Linked DNA regions of Dromaius novaehollandiae: region 2 is linked to region 1. The links are chromatin contacts, called in public Hi-C maps. All regions are on one chromosome and are shown on one strand. The core of a region is the stretch at or near the end of the contact, and the rest is flanking DNA. Distances in the headings are between cores, read along the strand shown. Region 1 has its middle 210 kb from the start of MID1IP1. Region 2 holds the start of MID1IP1 (MID1 interacting protein 1).

Evidence for each region. Hi-C and Micro-C count contacts between places; a contact is called where the count stands out from the background.
Region 2: a contact with region 1 is called in a Hi-C map of liver, with 10 times the contacts expected there. The contact joins the promoter of MID1IP1 here to the enhancer-like site in region 1. A contact is called at or near these places in 2 of 4 Hi-C or Micro-C datasets (brain and liver).

The regions. Positions count from the first base shown.
Region 1 is chr1:125,761,500-125,768,407 of bDroNov1.hap1, reverse strand. No RefSeq gene overlaps it. Among named protein-coding and RNA genes, the nearest start is that of MID1IP1, 210 kb to the left of the region's middle. Within about 2 kb of position 4,142, at least 1 of the 2 cell types and tissues checked has open chromatin away from gene starts, as enhancers often do.
Region 2 is chr1:125,967,742-125,974,649 of bDroNov1.hap1, reverse strand. MID1IP1 (MID1 interacting protein 1) reads left to right here and starts at 4,412. Exons shown (of 2, transcript XM_064497629.1): 1 at 4,412-4,633; 2 at 5,111-6,908. The coding sequence starts at 5,326. The coding sequence ends at 5,844. LOC112985480 (a long non-coding RNA gene) reads right to left here and starts at 3,892. Exons shown (of 2, transcript XR_010385123.1): 1 at 775-3,892.

The sequences.
Region 1 (6,908 bases), core at 2,893-5,392:
ATAACTTTGATATCTGAATGAATATCTGCTAGCCTCAGGCAACTGGGCTTCTGTTAATTTTGACCAGGGAGCATGATACACTGTGGCAAGCCATGTCACTTAGGATTGTGTCTGCTTAGACATGATGCCTCTGAGTAATGTAATTTATATTTCATGCACAATTGAAGCAGCTAATGGTATAATTCTCCAAGGGGGAAACAAGTTGTTACAGCATTAATTACATTGCAGTTGCCATTTTTTTTCTGCTCTGTGCAGAGTGCTTTAGAGTCATCAGCTCAACAACAGTATATCTGGAATTACATAAAAGGGTTTCTGCTGGTGCAGCCAAAGGGCAGGCTCTGGTTCCTGCTTTTTACTCGTAGCAGCCTGATTTTCTCTACTGAGGGCTGCTTGAACTGTTTGCTCTCTGGCCCCTACTTCCCAGCCAGCTCCTGGCTTGTGAGGGCAGGGTGCCCCTTGCGTGTGCAGCCAGAAACTGCAGCTTGACATTGAGACACAGGATTTGGATAAGCAGCCAGACGGGCAGAAATAGCATCACAGAAGTCAAGAGAGGATGCTGATCCTAGGTATCCCAAAAGGTGGCAAATGCTTAAATACCTTGGGATTTGATGGAGGACTAACAATGTGCATACTTATCTGTGTCCTCCGTGGCTCTCTGCTGTGACTGCGACTGCTAGGCAGGAAGGATAATTCAAGAAGCGTGGGAAGAGTGGATAGAAACGATAAAAAAAAAACCCTGATGTCTTTGCTAACGTGGCTCTCTCTTCGGTGCCGCAGCCCTGGAGAGGGTGCCTGGCCTTTTGTCCCTCTGCTTTTGCCACAACGACAGCAACAACAACGAGAGGACATCTGCAGAGGAGAGGAGCACAAACCTGCCAAAGAAAAGCAGCCCCCGGGGCAGTCACATGGAGCGAGACTCGTTTCTGGGGAAGAGCAAAGGGCAGTTTGGCAGGAGGGAGCCCCAGCGTCTCCGTGCCAGGGTGCAGGAGGCAGAGGGAAGCGAGGGCTCCAACAGAGCTGGGGAGACAGCGATGAAACAGTTGACTCGACCGGAGGGCGACAGGACTGCGTGTGGAGGGAAAAGCCCTCAGTGACCAGATGCGAGCTGCTGGGGCAGTGTCACGCAAGCAGAGCAGGTGAGGCAGCCCCAGGCCGCGGTTTGGGAACTGTTTGCTGCGTATGTGACTCTGGGCTGCAAGAGGTGTTTCTTCTCGTTTGCCTACAACATTGAAAACCACAGAGTGAGCGGCTGAGCAAAGAAGAGGTGTAAAAATAGAGTCGGAGTTACATATTGAGATACACCCAGGGCTGGATGTAACCTGAGAGCGCACTGCCATCAAAAAAAGGAGGAGGAGGGAGGGGGAAACGAAGGAGTAGGAATTACAAAATTTAGACTGCTATGAAAAGATCTGGATTAAAAATAAAATTGTTTGTGTGTGTTTTGGCCCAGCAGCACGTCTGGGATGGAGCATAATGCACTGTGATGCCAAGTACGAGGCTTGGATCAAGAGGAACATCTGTATTCCAGTTTCCCACACTGTCAGGAGACTGGCACTATTGCACAGACGACATCTCTAATCAGGAGGAGGAGGGGAGTGTGACGGGGTGGACGAGGGAGGTGGCCTTCGCCTGCGCTGAGAGCACTGTCTGTAGCAGTAAGCATCATATGCACCAAGAGCCAGTGACTATTCCCGTGGTCAGAAGCTGGTGGCCCAGATCAGAGCGACGTGGAGTCCCAGGAAGGATGCTAAGGGACATTCGTGTCCCTTGTGCTCAGGCACTAGTTTTGTGCAACTGCTTATTACAAACTAAAAAGAAAATGAGTGCAGAACTGTATGGAAAATGGTGCTGTGCACCTCTGCAGAGATATTCCAAGCATACCACGGGACATAAGATCTGAAGGAGGCAGAACTAGAAAATTATTTATTCACGGAGAAATGCAGTTTCTAGGAAGCCAAGACTATTCAGCGCAGTTGAGATTTAAACTGGAAAACAGTTTTGGCAGGAAACAATACTGAGAAATTGTTTTGAAAAATTCATTAATATCTAATTGTTTCATATATGATTTCCAAAAAGAAGTATTTGTGTGGAGAAGAGGAATTCAAGCACCATTCACTAGGGTACTCAAACACCATACTCCAAGCAGAGAAGGAGCACAAATGCACATATATACTATGCCCTCCAAGTGGTTAAATATAAATCAGTGATTAGCTAATGCTGGCGCATTAAGTATTCCTTGGTGTGGGGACTCCGCCTTTCCAAGCGGATGTTCTCCCCCGAGACTGTGGCATTCCTCATGGTTTCCCCCAACTCTGCGGCGATGTCATTATTTATAAAGGAGCAGGTGAGGGGGAGACCGTGACCCCCCATCCCTCCAGGATGCCCTGCTGGCTAATAGCTGGACAGTGTCCTGCAAGGTGAAATATCGTGTTTTAGTCCCTTTCCACAGCAAATGAACAAATGAACCCCTGCTCCTCTAATATTTTTTACTATGTGCCTTAGTGCACTGTTTTTATTTCCTGAAGTATTTGGGGTGTCCTTACACCTTTCTGGTGAAAGCAGTAGAGACATATCTTTTGTTCCTTTTTGAATCTAGCACTGTTTCTGGATTTAAGGAGCAGAACCTTTTTCTCTTGATCTCCAGATGAACCTGAAAAGCGCAGTGATCGGGGGGCGGGGGGGGGGGGGCGACCTGACAAAGATGCACCCCTGCAAGGTAAACCATATTGGTCTATGGCAGCCTTTCAGGGCACAGCTGTGAAGGTAGGTGCAGACAGACCCCCGTCTTCTCCAGCCACTCCAGCTGGCTCGACACAAGCTGTGTCCGGTCCAGAAGTCAGGTAGCCCCATGTCAGCTGGGGTCCAGCTCCAGACATGTGGGGGATCTGGCCTCTGCGTCAGCCTCTGAGCCAGCTCGGACCAAGCGCCCGGCAAGCCTGGTCTGTCTGTAGTCACTTGCAGCTCCAGCTCCGACCCAAAATGCTGATCATACACACAGATCTGCTGGATAGGTTGCTAAGAAAAAGCTGCAACAGAAGCCAAGGCTTGGGGTCCAGTGTCTGTACTGACTCTTTTATTTATTTATTTATCTATTTATTCTGATACAGGCAATTTCTGCCAGGGTTAGGGGGCCCGCTGCAGCTCATCACCTTTGAAAATCAGGCTAGCGACATGGGAACCTCCATGTGGTCTGAAGTTGCTGACTCCAGGCATCAGGGATTTTTGGTTGTTGTTTGTTTAAAATCAAAGCTGGAAGGTACGCTGTTCAGAGCTGGAGCTGAATTTCTGCTTAATCTCCACTTGCAAGAAAAGTGTGTCAGTTTTTCTTTTCCTTAAGCAGTGAAGTAATTAAAGGAAGAGCAAGGCAAATTTGCCGTTCTGGGAGCTGTTGCTGTATATCTGGGCTTCTGCAGAGAAAGCAGAGTCTTGCTATGAAGCTGTTCCAGCATGAATGTTTGGGCGATGTCAGAAAATACGCTGTTACTGATGAATCGTCAGAAGCTATGCTTTCAGATAGGAATATTCACCTGCGCTGCCATGTACCACGAAGGGTTCCAGCTGCTGCTATGTCCGATATATAATAATCCATTTTCAAACCCTCCTGCTCTGCAATAGCCAAGGATCTCTCCATTTGGAAGAAAGGGGCCACATTAACAACTAGACTGTAACCAGCACATCCTAAGCACATACATTCATCCCTCCCTAGGTGTGGACTTGGATCAGGGTTAGATTCCACATTCGCACCAGCTCCCCCCAAATCCAGAGGCATGTGTTTCCAGGATTTTCCAGGGCTCCATTTTTCAAATCTCGCATGGGAGGTTTGTCATTGCTAATAATTTCAGAGGAGCCCGTGGGGGCTGTTGCAGTGTATAAGGCTATAGTGACCTGTCTCAGCCTTTCTCTGTCCTCACTCAAGTGAGGTCCGCGTGAGCAACCGTCTTTCCCCACCAAAACTGCAACCCCAGCGCCAGGTAAAGGCACTCCAGGCATTTAAATCCAGCCGCCTCCAGCAAGTCCAGTCCCTTTCCTGCCCCTGCTCCGCTTCCCCCAGCCTGTTTTGCTTCGTGCGGAGGCGGTTCAGCGCTGCTGGCTTCCAGCTGGATCTGTGCCAGACTTGCGCGAGGAGCTCAGCTCACAGCTGGGAAGGCTGGAAAAAACAGCAAGAAATAGCCAGCGTTTCATAAGAAGCCTCGCAAGAGCTGGCTGCGCAGCCCTGCTCTGCAAACCAACGGAGTTCAGATAAGCTTTGACTAAGCATCCAAATTCCCTTTTAATTTCAGCCTTTTCTTGCTTTTGGCTTTGCACCAGCCTGGCAAGAGACCCAGCAGAGGGAATGGAAAAGAAGGCCTCAGTGTGCCTGGCTAAGAGAAACCTTACACTTTTACACATGCTGAAGTGATTTTTGCCCCAGTTTTAGGCCCCGTCCACGTCTGTAAATTCTCCCTAGAAAGCAAATGGTGACAGATTTGTGTTTAACCAGCAAAAATTTCCACCTAGGCTTTCTCTCAAAGTTAAACAGGTTTTGTTGTGTTTGCAAGTGCCAGCCCACAGGAATGGGGGATTGATCCTCTCAGCCTGTGTTGAGGCTGGTCCTGCCTCAGGGTCCTGCTGACTCAGGCAGGGACCTGATCCTAGGATCTGCTATCTCCCCTTGACCCACAGGCATCAACTTTTGCGTAGAAACCAAGGTGTGGAAAGCAGAGAAGGAGTAATGACTATTTGCTTCATGTCCTCGTGCCAGGATGGGACTCAGCCGAAAGATCCTGGCAAAATCCAAGAGTCCACCAATTTAGTCATCACAGAACAGAGTGAAGGCCAGTGGAAAACAGCCTTTGGTGGTTACTGGATGTGGATTCCTCAAGCACGCTGGAGAAGCATTTAGCCTTCATGTCCGTTCAGGACCTACCAAGCCTATCCGATGTATAGCTGGCTTACAAATAAAAACTCTCCACGAAGAAGCAGCCTGAAACCATCTAGTCATTTCACAAGAGACCCCACAAAGCTTTCAGAGTGTCATTTTTGATCTCTTTCAATCCTTGCTAGAAATACAAGCATCCTTTCTTGTGGCTAAAGTAAAAATTAGGCTTTGGTTTGGTTACCACAGGCCTACCACTGAGATACGATTTGCCATTATGGCAAAGAGCACTGCAGAGAAAGAAAAGCAGGACTCCAGCAAAGGATTTTTCTGCAGCTCTGGCCAGGCCTCCGTCGGTGTCAAGCTGTGTAAACGCTTATGCGTGTCAGTCGAGCACACGCCAGTTCAGTAAAGAAACCCGTAAACCACATACCCACCATACCCCATAAGCTGAAGTGCAGGGTGGAGTGGGTATGCTGCGAGCTCAGAAACACTTCTGCAGGGCTCGGCGGTGTTTCTGGAAAAGATCAGGGCTGGAGCTAACGGGAATCAGGGCAGTCTGGCTCACCCGTTTACAGGAGTCTCCAGAAAAGAAAATGCGCGACAGCCAAAAAACCCCTCCTGTGTACCAAAACGCATCTCAGATGAGCCTGCTTTATACAATAATCACTTTGTGTTGTATAACAATAGAAGAAAGCCTTGTTTCTGCACAAACAGAAGGCAATCCTTCTGGATTTAATGCAACAGCCATCTATAATGACGCACACAGTTCAACACAGACACAGGTAGCAGGGCACTTTGAGCTCATTCATATGAATACAATACCCATGGCAACACAACACGCCAACATTTTTAGAAAAAAACAATTTTACTTTTATCACTCTGTTATTTTTAATCATTTTCAGCTGCTTTTTTAACATTGTGCTTCCTATGCATTTTATTTTAATACAAGGAAAAAGTGTTCAGCAGCTAATATTTCTGTTTTTTAATGGCTTGAAAATAATGAAGGAGCATTGAGCAGTTCCTGAGTCTTCCAGAGCATTGGTATTTTTAAAGATGAGATTGATCAAAGGGGCTGTGAACTCTAATGGAGATTGATTGGCTAAGTATTGTAATGCCACTACAGAGGCCAGTTCAGTGTGGATCCCAGCCTCCTCTTTTCATCTGCTATCCGCTCAAATGGCCCAAACCTCTTGCTGAAGCAATATCCTGGCTATTATTAATATCCTACATTTCTTATAAAGGTCTGGGGCGGGGGGGGTGGATTCATTTTTATACCACCTGATCATTTGCGCCACTGCTTTGCAGCCAGCAGGGAACAGAGAAATCCTCTCCCCTACGCTGCTGCCGTGCGTCTGAGCTACCCCAGCCTGAGACTGCGCCGAGCCCACATTGCAATGCAGGCTGCGCGGCGGCATGTGAGACAGGCAGGAGAGGCGATCCAGTGAGGGGAGGTTTTATCCCACTTATATGCAACACACACCAACTTCTGCTGTAAACCCGCCTGGCGTCCTGCTGAAGGGGGGCTTGGCAGCAGCTATCCCACATGATGAGGGCGATGAAGCTCCATGTGGGGGACAACAAGGCTCCCGAGCACACATTTGCATGGGCGCAAGGAGGGGCAAGTGAGGTGTCTACCTCGCTGCCAGGACGAGGGCACCCACCGCAGTCCTGCTGTGGCCGCTGCTTCCCTGCCTCCAGGGAAGGGCTCAGCCAGCATCCGAACACCCAGCTGGGCTATGGAGCAGCACCTTGGTTTTCTTCACTTTCTGGCTACTCCACTGAGTCCCTCAAAGGAGCATAAACTTCCTTTCTTTCTTTTTTCTTTTTCTTTTTTTTTGGTGGGAGGGACCCACCAGCTTTAAAACAGCCTATAAATCCTCTGGGACAGGAGTGACCAGACCTTGGGCACCCTGCATTTGCCAGCACTGAAGGCAGGAGCCCAGATTGCTAAGCAAGGTGAACACCAGCTGCTCCCTACTTTAAGGCAGTGCTGGGACTTTGACATGGAAAATCGCTTTGGTGGGGGAGCCAGCTCGGCATCTGTTGCCTC
Region 2 (6,908 bases), core at 3,163-5,662, 210 kb before region 1:
CAACTAATTACAAAAGAAAGTGAAACTCCCCCGAGATAGTGCTCTTACAAGGCCGACTCAAATGGTGTTCCCAGGCTTCAAAATGCAACACTAAATATTTGCACATATTTATCACTTTTCACCCACACAAGATCTCATCTTATTTTGCAAACACTGTGCAGCAGAACAACTTCCGAACTGCCAATGTCTAGCCATTGCTGGTCTGGAATGTGCCAGTAGCACCTATTTTGTGCCAGCATGCATACTGGGAAAACTGTTAGCAAAGATGGTTCGTTATTCAGTTGCCACTGAAGAGAGAATTTAAGCCTTGAATATCATACTAAAATTCAAGCAGCTTGCCAGAATTGTCAGTCTCTTCTAGAAAAATATTGTATAACTGCTAATGTCACTAGAGGAGGCAGGCCGTCAGCAGCGTTGTTCCTACAGCTAGCCTCGGTACTTTAGTGCTACTGTGGTTAACTACTGATTTAGGGATAAGCTAACCTGTTAATATTAGCAATAGCTCAGTAACAGCAAAATAGTAATAGTGATAGTTCATCCTCATTATTCTTTAGAAGTCAGGCAAGCCCTTATCCAGAAAGGGCTGAACACCATCAACTCTCATTACTTCAGGGAGAATTAAAGGCCTTTAACTAACACAGTAACCTGTATCTGATTCTTCTTTTCCTAAATGGTGATATCAACCTATTCAAGTTGAATGGCATTTTAATCCCCACATTGCTGGGCTTGTATGTTTGGCACACTCCTTCCAGTTAAGGTGCTTGGTAAGGCTACCTTTGTATGTGGTCATTTTGGTTTCCTTATCCAGGATCCTGTGCGGGGCAAAGGTAACAGCTCACACATTCTCCGACTGTCAGTTATTGAATGTGCAAGCTTCCTCATTGCTCGGGACACAAGATAAGGGATTTCCAGTTTATTTCCGTTCCAGGCACTGCATGACCATGATAATCGGATCACACTAAAAAAGAAATATGTTAAACAAACGCTACTTTACATATTAAACTTCCTGCCACAAATGAGATCATCTTTTCTTAACAGGAGGGAAAAAGAGGTGTCGTTTCTTTTTCTCCATTGTATACAACTTTCATAATTACATAACGCTGAAGAAAGAAATATGTGCTCCTTTATTTCATTCTAACCAAGGAGCAATCAAACCTATTCAGGCTTGTGTTAATGATATACATTATACGTACAAGTGACATTTACACTGCATATCAAAACTGATCAGAACATAAGGAAGTTAAAAAAAAGAACGCTGATTGCCTTATGTTGTGAAGTTTGACTTCGGTATGATCTATCTCAGCCTAATGGATTAGACACATGCCTGCACAGGATAAAGCACTATATCAAAATGAGGTAACAATTACTTCTGAAGGTGGAAGCAGACTGAGTGCCGTTGTACATCTGGGAAACGGGGCAGGTGGTGGTGAAAATGGTTGTATATTCAAGTCATACTTTTCACAGTGTGGTTGAACAGAAGACAGTGCTCTCTCATTTGATGCTTTTGGTATAACCAAAAACTTCCTCAGTTTTGAAAAAGCTTCAACATTTACTGATGATTTCAAGCTGTATGTACTGTTTCTCTCAACTTTTTCTTCCTCCCCAGTCAGTACGTCCTAACCACAGGCAAATTCTTTGATTTTGTTTGAAGTTTTTCATTCTTTGCTTTAATTTGGACAGAAAAGGAAAGTTTTGCCATAAACCACTTTCTCTATTCCTAGAGATTTACCTCCTCTTCCAATTTATTGCATGTTCAGTACACACTGTATTTCAGTTAAAGGCAGCCAAACTGTTAATGGTGTATTAATGACGTATTGTGTTATATAAAGATGCAAGAATATGTTTTGGCCATTTTTCAAGCCTGATGAGCTTTTCTTTTTTTGCATTATAAATTATCTGTGAGCAGATCATGATTTTACACAAGTCTGTATTACTCGCAATTGTTTAACCACAAGCTTTTACAGTTTCTGTGTTGCTTGCAAAGGGTACTTGGCTGTGATTTGAATGGCTACTATTTGGAGCTTATTTTTTTTCAAAGTTGATTTGTCACTTAATTCACGTGGAATTAATCTTCTCCCTTCAGGCTGGGGACTGGGGAGAAGAGCTGATGACTGAGGCAACTGAGGAGTAACTAGAATAGAAGAGGCTGTGGGGAAAATGGAGGCACTGACCTCTATTTTGTGAGCATCTGCATTATAGTAGGAACCAAGCACCCCGGCCAGGAGCCCTGTTTTACTGGGCCCTGCTGCAATGGATTTTCTATTCCAAGCAGATACTAGCAGAAATACAACAGTATAACAGCCAATAAAGTGCATTGTGCGAAATCAAGATTGTGGGTGGACTGCAGCTGCTCAGGCTGATCCATTTTAACATTTCAACTATTTGCTAATTCTTTAGTCTTTCTGTCTCCCACCACGCTGCACACGGAAATATATACTTGCATGATTATACATATGTAGGGCTGCTTGTCATTCTACCCTCTGCTTGCAGCGGCCGTTGCGATTTGCCTTTCCCAGCGACTTACGGGGTTGATCCTTTCGGAGGAATTAGGCTTGTACTCCTCTCCACAACACTAGGCTCCCCGGTAGTATGAACAGTGTGGCTCCGGGGTTTTATCTGTTCCCCCCAAATCCTCCAAACAAAGGCTACAGGGCCCACGCTAACATCCAACGCCTCCGTTCATCAGAGGCCCGCTGTTTTCTTCGGCTTGTCTGAGGGTTATTTGGGGCCTGTAATCTTCATATGGATGTGGGTTTTTTTCCTCCTCCCTCCCCCCCAAGGACGTAATGTTTCTTTGCAGCCGACAAAACACTCGTTGTTAAGGCTGCGCCAGCGCCAAAAGCTGTGGTGTATTTTTGTCCATCAGCTGGGAGAGGAAATTGTCCTAGTTAAGCCTGGCAGCCGCTCGGGGAGGGGAGAGCCGGCCGCGGCCGTTGAGCGGCGGGTACTCCCGGCCGTGAGGTTCCCTCGGGTTCCCTCGGGGCGCCGGGCAGCCAGGCCGCGCCGGCCGCGCCGCCTCTCCGCGAGCTCGGCGGGGCAGGAGGGGGCCGCCGCGCCCCGCCCCTGCCTGTGGTTGATCCGTTGCCACGGCAACGCGCTCAACACCATTCTCTCCCGCGCGCCGTTTTCCACCTTCCCCACCCCCGCTCCCCGCCGGCAACCGCTCTACCCCACGTGACCCACGGCCGCTCTTCCAGATTGTTACCAGGGTCGCCCGAGCCGGCGGAGAAAGACTGCGGAGGGGGGGCCGCGTCTGATTGGCTGCTGCCAAGCCTCGCTGATTGGCACGTGGCGGCAGCGTCGGGCCAGAGGGGCGCCCGCCGATTGGCTGGGCCCGGAGGTGAGGCTGTGGGGTGATGCCGGCGGTCGCTACCGCCCCGCGCTTGCTGCCAGGCGGCTCGCGCGGCCTTGGCCATCACACAAAGGCAGCCCGCAGGGCGCGCGCACTGCCCCGCCCCCTCCTCCCGGGCCGGCACGGCGGGGCGAAGCGGGGAAGGGCAGCGGGGCCCCGGGAGCCGCGGCTCCTCGGCTGCCCGCGTCGACTGTGTGTCCCCGCCGGGGGACGCGGAGCGGGGACGGCGCGGCGCGCGGGCTGCCGCGGCATTATCTCCCGGCCGGGCAGCCCGTCACGCGCGCTGCAGCCAATGGGCAGCCGTGTAGAGCGGGGACAGCACGCGGCGCCCGCGTGTCCCTGCTGCCGCCTGCCCTGTCAGTCAGGCGGGTCCGCTGCCCCCCCTCGCCCCCCGGCTGGCCGCGGCCCCGCCCCGCCAACGGCCTCGCGCCCCTGCCTAGCGACGGCGGGAGATGGGGGCGGTGCAGCGCCGCGGCGACCACTCGAGCGCTGCTTCTGGGGGAGGGGGGAGGGCTGGCAGCAGCCCCCGGCGTCTGTAGCGCTGTCAGGGCGGCGGCGAGCGCGGTGCACAAAGCGCTCCTCATTGCCGGCGCGCCCCACGCGAGCGGGGGGTTGCGGCGGGCTGGTCTCTCCGCCCGGGGCTGTGGGGGAGGAATTTAAACATGGCTGGGGTGAAGGCGGAGGTGGATCCTAGACGACTCCTCTCCGGGCAGGGTGACGGGGAACTAGCCTCCTCCCGCTCGGCGGGGACGGCCGCCGCAAACCGCGCAGCGCCAGTGCACCCCTTCTGCTCAAGTGACGGCCGGGGCTCCTCGTCGCGGGGTGGAGACGGGGAGAAAGTCCTTTCTTGACGTCCTGCTTCCCCCGGGGACTGAGCCCGGCATTTGCTGCGCTAACGTCTGCACAGCCGGGACGCTCACTAGGTCCCGCCGGGACTGCGGTGGCTCCTCTCGGAGCGGCGGGCTGGCTGAGCCGCCGCCCGGCTCCGCTCGGCACGGGTCCAGCGCCACTGCCCTCCCCCAGCGAGAGGCGGAGCCGCCGCCCGCCTCGCCGCGGAGCTACTCGCGGTCAGCGGCAGCCGCCTTTATGGTGACTCGCTGCGCGGGGGCTGGCACTGGGGAACACCTTATTTTAAGATACGCGCTATAAATACCGCACCTGGGATGGGAGCGGAGCTACGGGTTGCAGCGGGCGGCGCGGGCTCCCGGCGAGGCGGGCGGCGGCGGCGGCAGCAGCAGCACCAGCAGCAGCACCCGGGGCGGTGAGCGGCTCCGGACCACGGTGGGTGCCTCGGACCCGCTCCGCCGGTCTCTTGCTTCAAGCCGAGCCGCGCTGACTTGCAGCCGCTTGTGTTTTAATTTGGCAGCGGGGCACCCTTCCCGTGCCGCCGTGAGCACCGGCGTGCGGCGGGGCCTGAAGGGAGCCGCTTTTTGTGTCGTCTCGTCTCGTTTTGGAGCGAGGGAAGCGGAAAGCCCCGGTCGCCAGCGCCTTCACGGGGCGTCCTGGGAGGCCCTCAGCGCGGGGGGGGGGGGGTAGGAGAAGGCGGGCGACTTGCGGGGGGAGGCGGAAAGGCGAAGAGAAACGACGGGGAGGGGAAGCCTAAAAAAGGAGATGGGGTTGCTGATAAAGCCGGCGTGGGGGAGGAGAAGAATGCGCCTCCGGGAGAGCGGTTTCGGGAGGAGACTAGAAGGCGGGATAGAGAGAGATGAGCTTCCGCAGCCCTTAATCTAAGCGCGCTACGCGCTCGCATCCCAGCAGGACTCTCTCCGGGCGTCGCAAGCAGCCGCCGAGCCGAGCCCGCGGCGGAGGGCAGCTGGTGGCGGCCGGTGGCTCTAGCGAGGAGGAGGAGGAGCAGGAGGAGGCGGCCCTCCGGAAGGCTTGGCCGCCCGCGCTCGCCCCGCAGCCGGCGCCGCTCGCGGAGTCCCGCCGCCGCCGTCCCCGCCGCCTGACAGCGCCGCCTGCGCCCCGCCGCCATGATGCAGATCTGCGACTCGTACAGCCAGAAGTACTCGCTCTTCAACGCCATGAACCGCTTCATCGGCGCCGTCAACAACATGGACCAGACGGTGATGGTGCCCAGCCTGCTGCGCGACGTGCCGCTGCTGCTGGAGGAGCTGGACGCGGCGGGCGGCGTGTGCCCCGAGCGGGACCCCGCGCTGCCCCCGGCCAACGCCGGCGCCTACTTCTCCCGCAGGGACATGTACAGCCACTACATGCTGCTCAAGTCCATCCGCAACGACATCGAGTGGGGCGTGGTGCAGCAGCAGGCGGGCGAGGAGGCCGGCCGCAAGAAGGACAAGCTGAGCGGCGGCCCCGCCGCGGACATTAGCCGCGGCCTCGCCGAGGAGGGCGAGGCGGAGGAGGACCTGGAGCAGCAGTTCCACTACCACCTCAGCGGACTCCACACGGTGCTCTCCAAGCTCACCCGCAAGGCCAATGTGCTCACCAACCGATACAAGCAGGAGATCGGCTTCAGCAGCTGGGGCCAGTGAGCGCGGGCCGCGCCGCGCCGCCGGCACCGCGGCGGGCGGGGAGGTGAAGATGGCGGGGGGCGAGCGCGGCCGCGGGGGGAGGGGCGCGGGAGGGCAGCGCGGCGGTGGCGGTTGGGGGCGTTGGGCGGCGCGGGAGGACGAGGCGGCGGCGGCGGCGGCGGCAGCGCCCGGAGCCGGGGCCGGTGGCGGCAGCGGGGCTTCCCCCTGCGGGCGGCGGCCGGCGGCGCTTTCCTGTTTTGCACTACTTTTATAACGATGATAAACGCGTGTGTACATGAAGCGTAAGGTCTCCTCGCATGCTCCTAGAACTGCAGTTATTTTTACCGACGCACAAACAGAGATGTAAATTAATCAGTACTAGTTTTATTAATTTTTTTTGTATGGTCTGGGGTGAGCAGTCGCTGCGCCTCTCTAAATGGGCAGGCTGAACTTGTACGTGTATGAGCCGGTTGTGTAGCTGGCCAGTATGAGGCTGAAAAAAAGCCAATGAAAATAACAACACTGGTGTAAAAGTACTCACATTACCCGGGACGAAGCCCAGTGGACTCGTGAACATGCCTGTGTCACTGGAAGGATGAAGGGTTCCCTGGTTGTACATGTATGGGAGTTTATTTAAAACTTTTTTTATTCAGATGTAGAGTATATTCTAAAATAAATGCGAATGTATTAGCTAAGTGACTTAACTTTTTTGGTATGATTTATGTTTCTTTAATTAAATAATATTTTTAACATCTGAAACTCATTTGTTGTTCTAAATTATTTCCAGCGCTGCCTTACTAGATACTGGATAACTTTGTTACATATAAAGAGTTTTTTTTCAGAGGGAGCAATTAGGTAGTGAAGATAAATCAGCATATCTAAAACTGATAAATGACTATACTTAATATATCATACACCGCCCGATTTTTGGGGAGCTATTTGAAACCAAGTAGTCCTGCTGCTCTGTATATATACTAGGGTAAAAGGTCAGTGCCTCTTTAACAAAATCCAAGAAGACTGGAGTCATGGTTACTTTGCAGATAGTGACTCAAGGAGGTTGGAGAGCAGCCTAGGAATGACTCTGC